2 separate regions of the Mus musculus genome follow, and region 2 is linked to region 1. A link is a contact called in public HiChIP or PLAC-seq data. All regions are on one chromosome and are shown on one strand. The core of a region is the stretch at or near the end of the contact, and the rest is flanking DNA. Distances in the headings are between cores, read along the strand shown. Region 1 overlaps 2210408F21Rik (RIKEN cDNA 2210408F21 gene). Region 2 overlaps Mkln1os (muskelin 1, intracellular mediator containing kelch motifs, opposite strand).

Evidence for each region. HiChIP or PLAC-seq counts read pairs in DNA pulled down with a chosen protein or histone mark.
Region 2: a contact with region 1 is called in an H3K4me3 HiChIP or PLAC-seq map of bone marrow-derived macrophages, with 2.6 times the contacts expected there. The contact joins two enhancer-like sites. A contact is called at or near these places in 1 of 15 datasets of contacts at CTCF or cohesin (pro-B cells), 9 of 484 Hi-C or Micro-C datasets (the HL-1 cell line, Th2 cells, bone marrow-derived macrophages and 6 more) and 3 of 115 datasets of contacts at active chromatin or transcription factors (bone marrow-derived macrophages, embryonic stem cells and heart atrium).

What each region holds. Positions count from the first base shown.
Region 1 is chr6:31,282,496-31,288,619 of GRCm38.p6, forward strand. All of the region lies in intron 2 of 2210408F21Rik (RIKEN cDNA 2210408F21 gene), which reads left to right. Among named protein-coding and RNA genes, the nearest start is that of Gm38782, 42 kb to the left of the region's middle. Within about 2 kb of position 2,141, at least 87 of the 459 cell types and tissues checked have an H3K27ac peak or open chromatin away from gene starts, as enhancers often do. A contact at or near this core is called in bone marrow-derived macrophages, where this site is marked.
Region 2 is chr6:31,368,870-31,374,808 of GRCm38.p6, forward strand. All of the region lies in intron 2 of Mkln1os (muskelin 1, intracellular mediator containing kelch motifs, opposite strand), which reads right to left. It overlaps LOC115490343 (a long non-coding RNA gene), which reads left to right. Exons shown (of 2, transcript XR_003956274.1): 1 at 1-3,625; 2 at 5,813-5,939. Among named protein-coding and RNA genes, the nearest start is that of Mkln1os, 27 kb to the right of the region's middle. Within about 2 kb of position 4,367, at least 42 of the 459 cell types and tissues checked have an H3K27ac peak or open chromatin away from gene starts, as enhancers often do. A contact at or near this core is called in bone marrow-derived macrophages, where this site is marked.

The DNA of each region.
Region 1 (6,124 bases), core at 891-3,390:
ATGGGGAACCAGGTGTAAACTCATCCCTGGAATACAAAACTTATTTATTTCCTTGTGTCTCTTTCCGTTTTGGTTTTGTTTACTTGTTTTTCTAGTTAAGAGAGCAAGAATCCAAAATCTACACTTAGCATTTTCTAAAATCACTTAAGAACGATCCATGTTTGAGAGATTTCTAATGTATCCTATAGAACTCTGTTATAAACAAGCATGCTGTCTTTGCTAAGAATAAATACAGAACAAGGACTATAAATAAATGGTGTGTTCTAAGAGGTCGAATTGTAGTGTCGCCTCTGTGAAATTTCTCACATTCTCTGCTGGCCCGGGCTTAGGGAGCGGTGATACGGGCTTAGGACTTCTGTATCCACAGAGTGTGCCTTGACACAAAAATATGCATAATCCCTCCGTAGGGTACAATTTTCACAGGTTGATAGCAGCACAAGAAAGCTTCTGAAATAGAAGTGGGGTCTGAACGTATTTGTCCCCACGAGTCCTGGGTGATTGACATGCTAGTGTGCTTGGTGACTTTTGGGGGTTGGGTTGCTTAGATTACAATCAAATTTTAAGGTGACCATGGGGTGAAACACACACTATCAGGAAGACATGAAGCGGCTTTACTACTCAAATAAAATTAAATTCCAGGAAATAAAATCCTTAAAGGGGCTGGTTGAAGAGAAGAGAGAAGACAATACCTTATCATTAAAAATCGATCAGATACTTACTAAGTGCGTCTCTGAGGATTCCTTACGTTTCAGCCACTGGCAGTTCTTGGATTACACAATACTTTCACATGCATTATCTTATTTGATCTTCTCAACAAGTAGGGAGGCCAGAGAGGGATCTAAGGATGAGGAAATGGCATCTCAGACTTAAGTGCTCCTGAAGACGGCCACGGAGCACGGGCAGGTGTTAGGGGGGTTCCTCCAAATACTTTGTCCTCTGTCCCTCTGACCTCCACCAAGTACTGTGCCATATTGTCTGAACAGAGGACTCCAAAGGAGAAAGATTATGTTCTCAACCCTCAGGGAGTTTATGGTCAGTTGAGAAAATAGATTTGCTAAGCAGAAGACTTTAAATTGTTAATCTGCAATCTGGATAAAATAGGCTGTAAACACAGTTGAGCTATTTTAATGGGAAGGTAAAATGCTATAAACTCTACCCTGTGCCCTGAAAATGAATACAGATCAAATGGATGTTTCTAAAGTTTTCCAGCCAGGCCATCATTGTCTTTGGGAGAAATCCTCAGCAGGAGGCAAGCCTTGGGCTGGTACATGGGAGCATGAAGATACTTGGTGTTCGGAGATCTTACTGGCTTCTGTTGTGTTTCGTACTAATAACTAGAAGCCTATGGGAGGTCCTCTTGGCCACTGTTCGGCCCTTTAAACCATTAGAGAGGCTCCAGTTTTAAGGGGAAGATTACCTGCAGGGGTTTCCAACCATTACCTGCAGGGGTTTCCAACCTCTTGACATTGCAACATCAACATCAGCATCTACAATGTTGTAGGCCACATCTGTAGCTGTCTTGGATGCATATAACCTATGTTTGCCAAGCTCCTGATTGTCCCAGAAGCAAAATTCCATGCTGCGTCTCTGTTGTTGTCTTTTCAGCAGCACAGGCCTGTGCTGAGATGAGACAGCTGTGGTCCAATCACAGTGTGTCCCTGCTTTTGTCTGTCTCACTGCGAGGTACAGTGTCTGGGAGGCCCCGTGGGGACTTGCCAACGCTTCAGCGAGCAGCTGGCCATGGTGATTTTACAAAAAGTGCCTAGCCAGGTTCAGCAGCCTCTTAGACAGTTCCAAGATCGTCTTCCAGATGCTCGTTGGTAAAGAATCCGATGGAATAGGCCTGCCTAGGGATTATGCCATAAGGTTTTGTCTGCTGTCAGGGAGGTCTTAAACAAACCACCCTCTCCCGTTGCAGCATGTGGGCTGTTAGGCATCATGCTGAGTAAACATGTTAACAGGAAAACCATTGGAGGTCCCATCAGAGCAACCCACCTCTCTACACTGAGCACCTTCGAGCCCACGTGACACGAGCCTGTTGACGATTAAGCCCGAGTATGCAGCCATGCCCGTTGGACCACTCTTAGCCTCAGAGTTTCATTCTTTGACTTCCTCTTTGAGGATGGAAATGGATTTCTGCTGAGTCACTGCAGCCTTCCTTTCCTCCTGTGGTTGTAAACACAGCCTCTGGAACTGGCTCTATCGCACACTAGCTGTGCAACCTTGGGAAAGTTACCAGAGAATTCTTGACGCCTTCCGTTCCTGATATGTGGCACCTATAACAGCTACCTCAGAAAGTTACTGCCCGGTTTTGGCCCCGGGGAGAGCTGTGAACACTGTGTGAGATGTGTTCTGGGCTGTGTTATTGTTTGCTCTTTGCTGCTGTTCCTCTTGCTGCCTGTTCCGAGTCTGTTCCGGGTACCGCAAGAATGAGAAGATAAAGTAGGTGCCCTCAGTGGGTATACAGTATATATGATAAATCACCGTGCATCTTCTTTGCTCAACAGGTGGGAGGAAGTCACAGCATCTACTTCTGAATCTGTGCTTGCCTTGAGGAAAAACGGCATGGCACAGGAATGTGGACGCTTTCAACCAGAGGATTCTGTACGACGGTGTCGGCACACAGTAAGTGCCGAGCACCATAGAAACGGTTTTTCCGCTTTAATTGTTAGGCTGGCAGAATGAGTGCTGAGACCGAGCATGTGGCCGGAGGTTGAGGGCGAGGAGGTGGTGGTGCTCCTGGGGACGTCTTCCAAGAGGCAGTATCCTTGAGCTCGGCTCTGATCAGTGAGTAGGCGTTAGCCAGTAAGAGAAGAGGGCTAAGAGTGTTCCAGGCAGAAGGAACATTGTGTGCAGAGTTAGGGAGGCGTGAAACAGCACAATACACTCGGGGAACTCCAAGCAGGCAGAAGTACGAGTGGCGCCCCATCCTTACTGAGACATACAGCGTGCGTTTGTTAAATTAGTATTAGAGATTGGAGGCTGGGAAATGTAACGTTGCTTGATCATTCGGGCCTGTAGCATTAAGGAGGAACAACCATTGAGGAGGAAGTGGCTAAGAGGCTTTTAATTGTTCCCTGTATACGTGCTCAGTGCTGTCTTGGATCTGCATCAACCACTCCTTTTTTTTTTTAACCCCCTTTCCTTTTTTTTTAATTTTATTTTTTATTTATTTATCTTTTTGCTTTTTTTTTTTTTCCAAAATTGAGATAAATTTTCATGTAGCCCAGGCTGGTCTCATATTTCCTGTGTAACCAAAGATACCCTTGACTTCTGTCTTCCCTGCTTTTACCTCCAAAGTGCTGAGATTACAGGCCTATGCCAGCATGCCCAGTTTTATGCGGTCATGGGGTTCTAGTCTTGGCCTTTGTGCAAACTAGGGCAAGCGTTCTATCCACTAAACCGTATCCTCAGCCCCTTCTTATCCTCTTCTACGGGAAGTAAACCCTTTTCCTCCAGAATGACAGAGATGAATCCGAATGGAGAAGCTGGGGTCCCAGAATTGGTACCAACACTTCTATGGGTAACACATTGCTTTAGATCAGAGGTCAGCAAACCCTGTCCTAAAGGTCGGCCCCAGTGCAGTGCCCTGGCCTAGGAGTCCATCTACTAGGACAGTTCATCCCTCTGTACACATTCGCTCATCCTCCTACAGGTTGGCCTATGCTCGGCCAGTAACAGCAGGTTCAAGAGAGACACTGGAGGTAGGCCCTTGAGGCTCGGCTTGGACTCAGCACAGTTACTTCTGGTCCATTCTGATAGCCAGAGCCAGAGAGAGGCACAAAGCCAACCTGGATTGGAAGGGTCCAGCATGCAGCCCCAGTTCTTGATCAGAGCTGCTGCAAAGCGACTCTGCAGACAGCAGGGAGACTGGAGGGACAGAACCTGGCCGTGTTTGAAATCCCAAGCAATCGATCATACTCTGGAGCAGCACGCATCCCAACCACAGATTTTTTTTTTTAAATGTCGTCTCTGGGTCTCACGGGGAAAGATGTATTCATCATACCTGTCTGTTCAGCCCCCACCCACAGCTATGAGTCATCACTCTCTTCAACTGAAGGGACCATTATCCTCTAGCACATGACAGACACAGAGGGGGAGGAGAATGGGGCTCCTTGGTGAGGCCCAGACCCACATTCCTGCCCCTACCTGATGAATTTCACTAGGGAACCAGGCTCGATTTTAACCCATTAAAGACATAAAGCAAATTGTTATCCCAGATGAAACCAGTGGCTGAACTGAACATCCTTTGGGACTAATGTCTAAACAGACCTACACAAAATACTCTTGCTCATCACTCCGTGCCCCACTTAAATGCAGGTGGCATTAAAATTGGTCACTGATGTCTCTCTGTCTAGATGGGACTGAACCAACAGATATGGGACAGCTCCTTTACTCACTAGCTGTTGGCTGGTACCCCACCCCCACCCCATTATTGCTCTCTCTCTCTCTCTCTCTCTCTCTCTGTCTCTCTCTCTGTCTGTCTGTCTCATGTGTCCAGTGTGTGTGTGTGTGTGTGTGTGTGTGTGTTGTGTGTGTGTGATGTTTCTATTTCTTGGGGTACATGTGCGTGTGTGAGGAGGTCAGAGGTAAAACATGGAATGTCTTCCACAACCACTCTCCATGCCGTTTTGTTTTGTTTTGTTTTGTTGTTTTTCTTTGTTTTTGTTTTGTTTTTGTTTTTGTTTTTGGAGACAAGTTGTCTCTGATCCTGGAATTCATCAGTTTGGCTAGACTGGCTGACCAGTGAGCCCAGGGCTCCCCCCATCTCTGCCTCCCTGCCACTGGGGTTAAAGATGCATGCCATCATGCCTGACTTTACAAGGGTACCTGGCATCCAATCCCAGGTCCAGATGCCTGCACAGCAAGCATTCCACCAACTGAGCCACCTCCCTAACCCATGCTCCTGCTCAGCTTGTCAAGATAGGGTCTCACCCTCTAGACCTGATTGGTCCCGAACTTGTGGCAGTGTTGAATTTATAGTCAGGGGCCGCTGTGTGATTTTTTTTTAAAGTTTCTTGCCAGAAATTCATCACTGTTATCAAACTTGTTTCAATAAAGAGTGTTTAGTATAAAGAACAAGGATGTCAAAAACCCTTCATTGCAGTCCTTTCCCTGGTGCCAGGGGATGGCAGAGCACAGAACTCATAGATAACACTTGTTTGTTAAGAACTTCCTGAAAGGTGACAAACAGAAACCAAACTTTCAGTCAGACAAAAACCACATGGCTTAGGTTTGAGAATATTCCTTCTGTTCCAAAGCCACTCAGGGGTCCTTCGGCGTCTGCAGGAAGCTGACGCCCTGACACCAACTTCCATGGAGTTGCTGCTGTTGAGACTTCTGTAGGAACAGCATTCGTGGGTGGAAGGAACATGCCAGATCTCAGGGAACTATTAGATGCCTGTTGACTCAGGCGGCAGGACCAGCTGTGAACAGGAATGTATTTTTACGTAGCTGCAGTGGAAAGGAACAGGCCTGTTGAAATTATTGCCGAGGTGGGGACAGAACCTGCTGGGATATTTGTGGAAGGTTTGGTTTATGGGGGATGAGGAGATAGAGCTGTCTCAGGAGGTACAGCTTGAAGATTCTAAATTCAGAATTAATGCTGGGCATAATGGCACATGCCTTTAATCCCAGCATTTGGGAGGTGAAGGAAAGGGGATCAGGAGGTCAAGACCAGCCTTGGCTACATGAGACACACACACACACACACACACACACACACACACACACACACAGAGAGAGAGAGAGAGAGAGAGAGAGAGAGAGAGAGAGAGAGAGAGAGAGAGAGATTTTGATTGATTTTCTTGGATAGGTCACATGATTGAATGATATAGCTACCAGGTAAAGTCCTTTCAAAATTAGACCCCAACAAAGATTTCTTTCTCTCATGTTTCTGTATCTCCCACCCACCTTAGGAATGTCTTTTAAAAACACAAATCCTGCCAGCCAGCTGCCCCTGGAAAGAAGTCAAGTGGGATGACTTCCTGTTCAGGGGGAGGGAGCAGGGGGTGTCACCTCTGCTGCCTCTCCTCTCCTCTCCTCTCCTCCCAGCTCTTAGGCAGCGCGCAAAGATCTTCCTTCCTGCCTGCAGAGGAAGCCCATCGTGTTCTCTTAGCCCTAC
Region 2 (5,939 bases), core at 3,117-5,616, 89 kb after region 1:
AAACTAAGTATCTGGTTTCCAAAGTCGTTTGCATCTCAGCTTTTCCAGAAGTAACTGATCTTTTAAAGATACTTTTAACTACACAGAATATTAGCTTGCAGTGTTAAGCATGCATATAAGCAGTATACATATTTTTCTACAGCCCCTTTTCTCACCATGATGCCTTTGAGATTTATGCATGTGACACTAATAGAACTAATCTGTTCTTAAGAACATGTTAATATTATACCATGGAGTACCAAAATAATACTATCCTGCTGTATGACTGTTTTCCACTCTAGGCTCCCAGAAGTAGAAATTCATTATGTCAATAGTTTTGGTGGTGGTGGTTATTTTTGTTTGTTTTTTTTTTTTTTTAGATTTCAGTTCTTCGTGCCACCCACATCCTTGAGTATGTCTCCTGAGACACATATGGGAGTCTGTCTGGGGTATAGATTAGGATGGAAATTGCCCCAAATTGATATGTACCTTTGACTTTACCAGGTTGCTTTAGAGGCTATTCTGCACAGTAGTAGCTTAACCATATTTTTCCCCCTCTCTCATCAATGATTTATGAGAGTGTCTCTTGCTCCACGCTGAGAACCAATGCCACCAAGTCTGTAAAGTCATCAGGCTGGAGAGATTGCTTAGTGGGCAAAGAACCTTGCTGGTGAGCCTGACACCCTGAGTTCCATGTCCCAGACCCACACAGTGAGAGAAGACTTCCTCATGTTGTCCTCTAATCACCACACCTGTGCTAAGGCCCACATCCGCTACATGAATACATGTAATTATTAGGAAATAAACATCTACCTGGGGCTCTCATAGATTCTAATAGCATAGCTTAAGAGGAAAATTGGAAACAGGTTTCAGATGTTTGATGGGTGGAGATCCTCTCTCCCCCACATGTGTGTATGTACAACAGCCTAACGCATTGACACGTGGGTGTTAGTTAACTGTATGTCACTGTGACTACATGCCTGACAGTGTCCGTTTAAGGGAGGGGAGATTTACGCTGGTTCATGGTTTCAGGCACTATGGCCCGTTATGGAAGGGAGACCGTGGCATTGCTGTTGGTTGGGCTTTGGCAGATTATTCACATTCTGGCTGGCCAGGAAGCAGAGAGCTTAATAGGAAAGGGGGCTGGGTTTTAACCTTCAAAACTCCACCCTCAAAGACTCACCTCTGCCAGTTATAGCTCCTGCCACACAGTTTGACAATCTTCCAAAACAGCGCCACCAGCTGGCACCAAGTGCTAGCACATGAACCATGAGAGAGTTCATACTGAACTGCCTACAGACACATCTATGTTGGCTGTGCTTAGATCATCAAGAAAGGTCTGCAAACCTTGCAGATACATATTTTTGTTTGGTTGGGGTTTTGTTTGTTTTGTTGTTGGTTTTGTTTTGTTTTTGAGACAAGGTGATATAGAAATTGCAATCCTCCTGCCTCAGCCATTCAAGAGCTAGAATTATGGACCACCACACCCACCCAGCACTGGAGATGCATTTGAAAGACAGCAGGATGTGATTTGCCAGTCCATAGGGTGGAACTTAAAGCCCTACCTTTGCCAGTTACACTGACAGGAGGTGGTTGGTCCCTTTCTCGATGCTTAGGACAGGGTACCCTTTAGAGCCGCCTGGCAGCCTGCTGGGCGGTGTCACTGTGTGGCTTTTTCAAAGCCCAGAGGAATCTGAGACGCAAGTGAGAGGAACGATGCGTGAAAACAAAAGGCAGTGGAAAGAGTGACCAGCCAGCAGGCTCCGGCAGGCTAGAACGCTCTGTCCTTGTTATTGCTGCTTCATGAAAATGCCGCGGGCCTTCTGGCAGGGTCTACAAGGTAGAAGCTTCCTGGGAAAACAAAGACCAGGGATGCGGACCTGGAGGTTGGGGTTCTAGTTTCCCACTTCCCTATGGATGCTCCACAGAGAGGTCAGAGACCCCAGCGCCCCCTGTGTCTGCTGACCTTTCTTCTGTCCTGGCTGCTTTCCCGAGAGGTTTTTCCCTCCCACTCACAAGCAGCGAGCTCTGGTCTCAGAGGCCTAGCAGGACTCAACTGGAAGAGAGGCTGGGTGGTGCCTGCTGTCGGTAGAGAGATCTAAAGGTCAGCAGAGGGGAAGCAGCCGGGCCCTCCATCCTGGCCAAGGCGCGTTTGTCACAAAGCAATGACTCTGCTTGAGATGTCCTCATTCCCCCTGTTTCCTTCTGAGCTCGGAAGGACTGGCTACTGCCACACTAAGGCAGCCTCTCTTCAATCTTCAAGAAACCAGGAAAGGGAAGAGCCCGAGTTTCTACTCCTTGGAAGAATTCTGGATTCACCAGAAGTCATCCTTCACATTCCCTCTTCAGAGTCTCCTTTCTTTGATCTATAAAATACCAGATTGCAAAGAAGGGACTTAGTCCACATTCTCCTTTTGTCTTAAAAAGTGGCTGTGAGGACAGCGGTAAAAATAGACCTTTGCGGATACAATAGGACTGAGTAGGGTGTGGTTCGCTGGCAGCTGCACAAGCCCTTGTTTCTTTTGGTCTTGGAATGTTCCAGACTTTGCCTCTGCCTGGTGAAATCCTAAAACACTAGCTTCAAAGTGGCTCCTTGGGAGTGAGACTCCTGTCTCTAGAGTCAGCCATTCCCTTCTTTCTGATCCCCTAGCACTTCACTCTTACAAAAGGCATACATTGGAGCTGTGGAGGGGGGGTCTCAGGAAGACCCCCCTCCTTTCTCTAGACCCTCTCTCTCCTCTCTCTGTCTGTCTGTCTGTCTCTCTGTCTCTCTCTTTCTCTCTCTCCCTCCCTCCTTTTCAGTACTACATGGTGGAAAGGGATTGAGGAAGACCCCCGACATCCTTCTGCATACATATACATATACACACAAATGTATACACACACATGCACACAAGCATATATAACATCATATTTTGTTATAATTGCTTATTTGGGATTATGCCTTATTGCTTTTCCTCAGCATCTATAGACTGTATTTTAGCATCATAGTTCCTTAATAGGTGTTTATCATATGAGTCAAGGTTTCTTGGCACTTGTATTTCTGTCTCAAGTGTTTATTTTGTCTGTTTGACTGCGTGCTTGCTGATTTTTTTTTCAGTGCTGTGGACAGGTATTCCTGTCCACACTCAGGAATTCAAACACACTAAACAAGTAGTCTACCATTGCATACCCCCTCTATCCCTGCCTCTGTTTCTCAATTAGCCCTGGCCTCTTCTTCCTTAGGGTGAAATGCTGGCCGTTTCAGTTCAATGTAGAATACAGGGTTTGCTAAAATGAAATGTAATTTCTTTCCTAAGGAATTGTTCTAGTAGGAATGTGTTTCAGATAGATCACTTCTGCTACAGGTACAGGAACTGTTTTCAGGAAACATTGCCACCATTACCTCCGAGAGGCAAGTTAGTGGTTGTTATTTTCCATTTACAGATGGGCAATTGGAAGTTTTCCTTTTCATTTACCAATCACTCTGCTTAAAGAAGTATGTGAGGAGTGTTGAGGGTTCCCAAGGTGTGAGAGACGGCTCTGAAGAAGGTTATCCTCCTCTCTGAAAGAAAAGACATTTGCACATGAAGGCAGCTGTGATTTGGGAGCCGTGATGTGAGGTGTGTGAATGGTCCCAGCAGAACTTCCAAATGGAATATAAAAGGTAGGTCAAAGAGTGTCCAGCCAGCAGGAGTGTGGCCATCACTGTGCCGTTTGAGGTGGATAGATTCTGTGCTGTTTGGTGTCCATTTGGCCTCTGTTGGTTTCTTGTGACTGCTGTAACAAATTAGCACAAACTGGCTGACTTAAAACAACAGAATTTTATTTTTCTTCCAGTTCTAGAGGCCACCAGTCTAAAATGAAGGTTTGGGCAGGGTCAAAGTCTCTTGAGGCTTGGAGGGGGCAGGGATAATCGGTCTCCTGTTTCTTCCAGTTAGTGATAGCCTCAGGCTTTCTTTGGTTCCTGGCCACTCCAGTCTAATCTGTTTCTGTGGTCACATGGACTCCTCCAACGTTGTAAACCTCCCCCTGCTACTCCCTGTAGGAATGTGTGTGACTGAACTAAGGTCCCACCCAGATTGTGGGCTAAGCCTCCCCTCTCATGACCCTCAACTGAAATCACGACTTTTGCCATGGAATGCAGTAAGTACCATTGGGTTCTGGAATCAGGCTGTGCACATTTACTAGGGGACAGGGAAGACTATATTCTTCTCTGCCCTGGGCTGTAGTTGATAATCTGTTACCCCCATGCTATGTCACCTGGCTTCCTTTGTCCTCTGGCTAACCCTTGGGCTTTCGAATGGGAGACATTAGTAAATCTCAGAGAGGAGGAGGAAGAGGCAGTGAGGCTCCCGTCTTTAGCAGGGTGCTCTCATGATCACTAGCAGTGATAGCCATGTTCTGCCATACTTCCTGTTCTTTCTGGGACTCTGTTCCCTTTTCTCTTCATCCCTGGCTTCTACTAACACGATTCTGCTAGTGCCTAGCACCCTAACTACCCATAACTCTGCCTATGCCCTGTAGATATGTCCTAACCACCTGATTTTCAAAGCCTCAGTTGATTATGACTTCAGGTTCCTGCCATGATCTGGGCTGATAAAAATCTCAAGAGGCAATGCCATTGTTTCAACAGAGCTAAACTCAGGGGACCACAAGCTATGCTGAAACAGCATGAAGTGCTGTTTCTATATCCTGCTGGTGTCTTGCTGTCATGACTCTTACCTCTGCTGGCCTTGCTCCATGGTGCTTCTTATTTTATTTTATATTTTATTTCATTCTTCCACCCATGCCATCTGCTGCCGCCCTGGTGTCTGCCACCGTTGACCGTGGCTGTCATCTTCCATGTGCCATTTATTTATTTATTTATTTATTTATTTATTTATTTATTTGGTTTTTCGAGGGTTTCTCTGTATAGTCCTGGCTGTGCTGGAACTCACTCTGTAGACCAGGCTGACCTTGAACTCAGAAATTCGCCTGCCTCTGCCTCCCAAGTGCTGGGATTAAAGGCGTGTGCCACCATTCCCGGCCTTCCATGTGCCATTTAGTTCAGTGCTGATGCCCTCTAGTTTTATTTCACACCCTGTCCCTTAAAGGGGCCCAGCTGGGTCAACAGTTATTGTCCCAGCATCATCAAAGAGTAGATTTAGAAGGATGAGAAGTTACTAAAGGTTTTTAAACATGGGGAGCAAGATAAAATCCATCTTAGGACTACTTACAGCCGGGCGTGGTGGCGCACGCCTTTAATCCCAGCACTCGGGAGGCAGAGACAGGCAGATTTCTGAGTTTGAGGCCAGCCTGGTCTACATAGTGAGTTCCAGGACAGCCAGGGCTACACAGAGAAACCCTGTCTCCAAAAAAAACCAGGACTACTTACTTGATGGCAGGAGTCAGTGTGGAAACAAAGAGAAAAGTTAAAAAACAATTATAATAGTCCGAGTGAGAATGTGGGGGTCCAAACCTGGCAAAGGGAAGGCTCCTGTGAGACACTCAGGAAATGAGGCATGCAGGAGCAAGCCAGTTATGAGTTCCCAGCTCTGAATTCCTTTTAGCACCAAGGTCTCATTCAATAGTTTTACTTTGTTTTCAAACAAACTTCACATTTTAAGGGAAATATGCAAATACCGCTCGGCGTGCTGATACTGACAGCATGATTTTTAAGATTTATTTTTATCTTTGTGTGTATGTATATATGTATGACATCATTATCAGCTATTATCTCTTGGAACACACTCAAGCGAATCCAAGAAGCGGTGGTCCTATGAAGAGAAATTGAACTTGAATATTTTATTTAGTTTATGTTTTCTAGAAAAACAGAACCCAAACTGAGACATTAAGCCAATGTTTTATTTAGGAGATGAGATCCTGGGGCAGCGGCGAGTTGAGAGGAAAAGGGAAGCAGAAGAAGACAAGGTCTGCCAGAGAGACAGACGGTATGCCTGCACAAGGGGCTTTGCACAATAGTACCTTGCTACAGGATG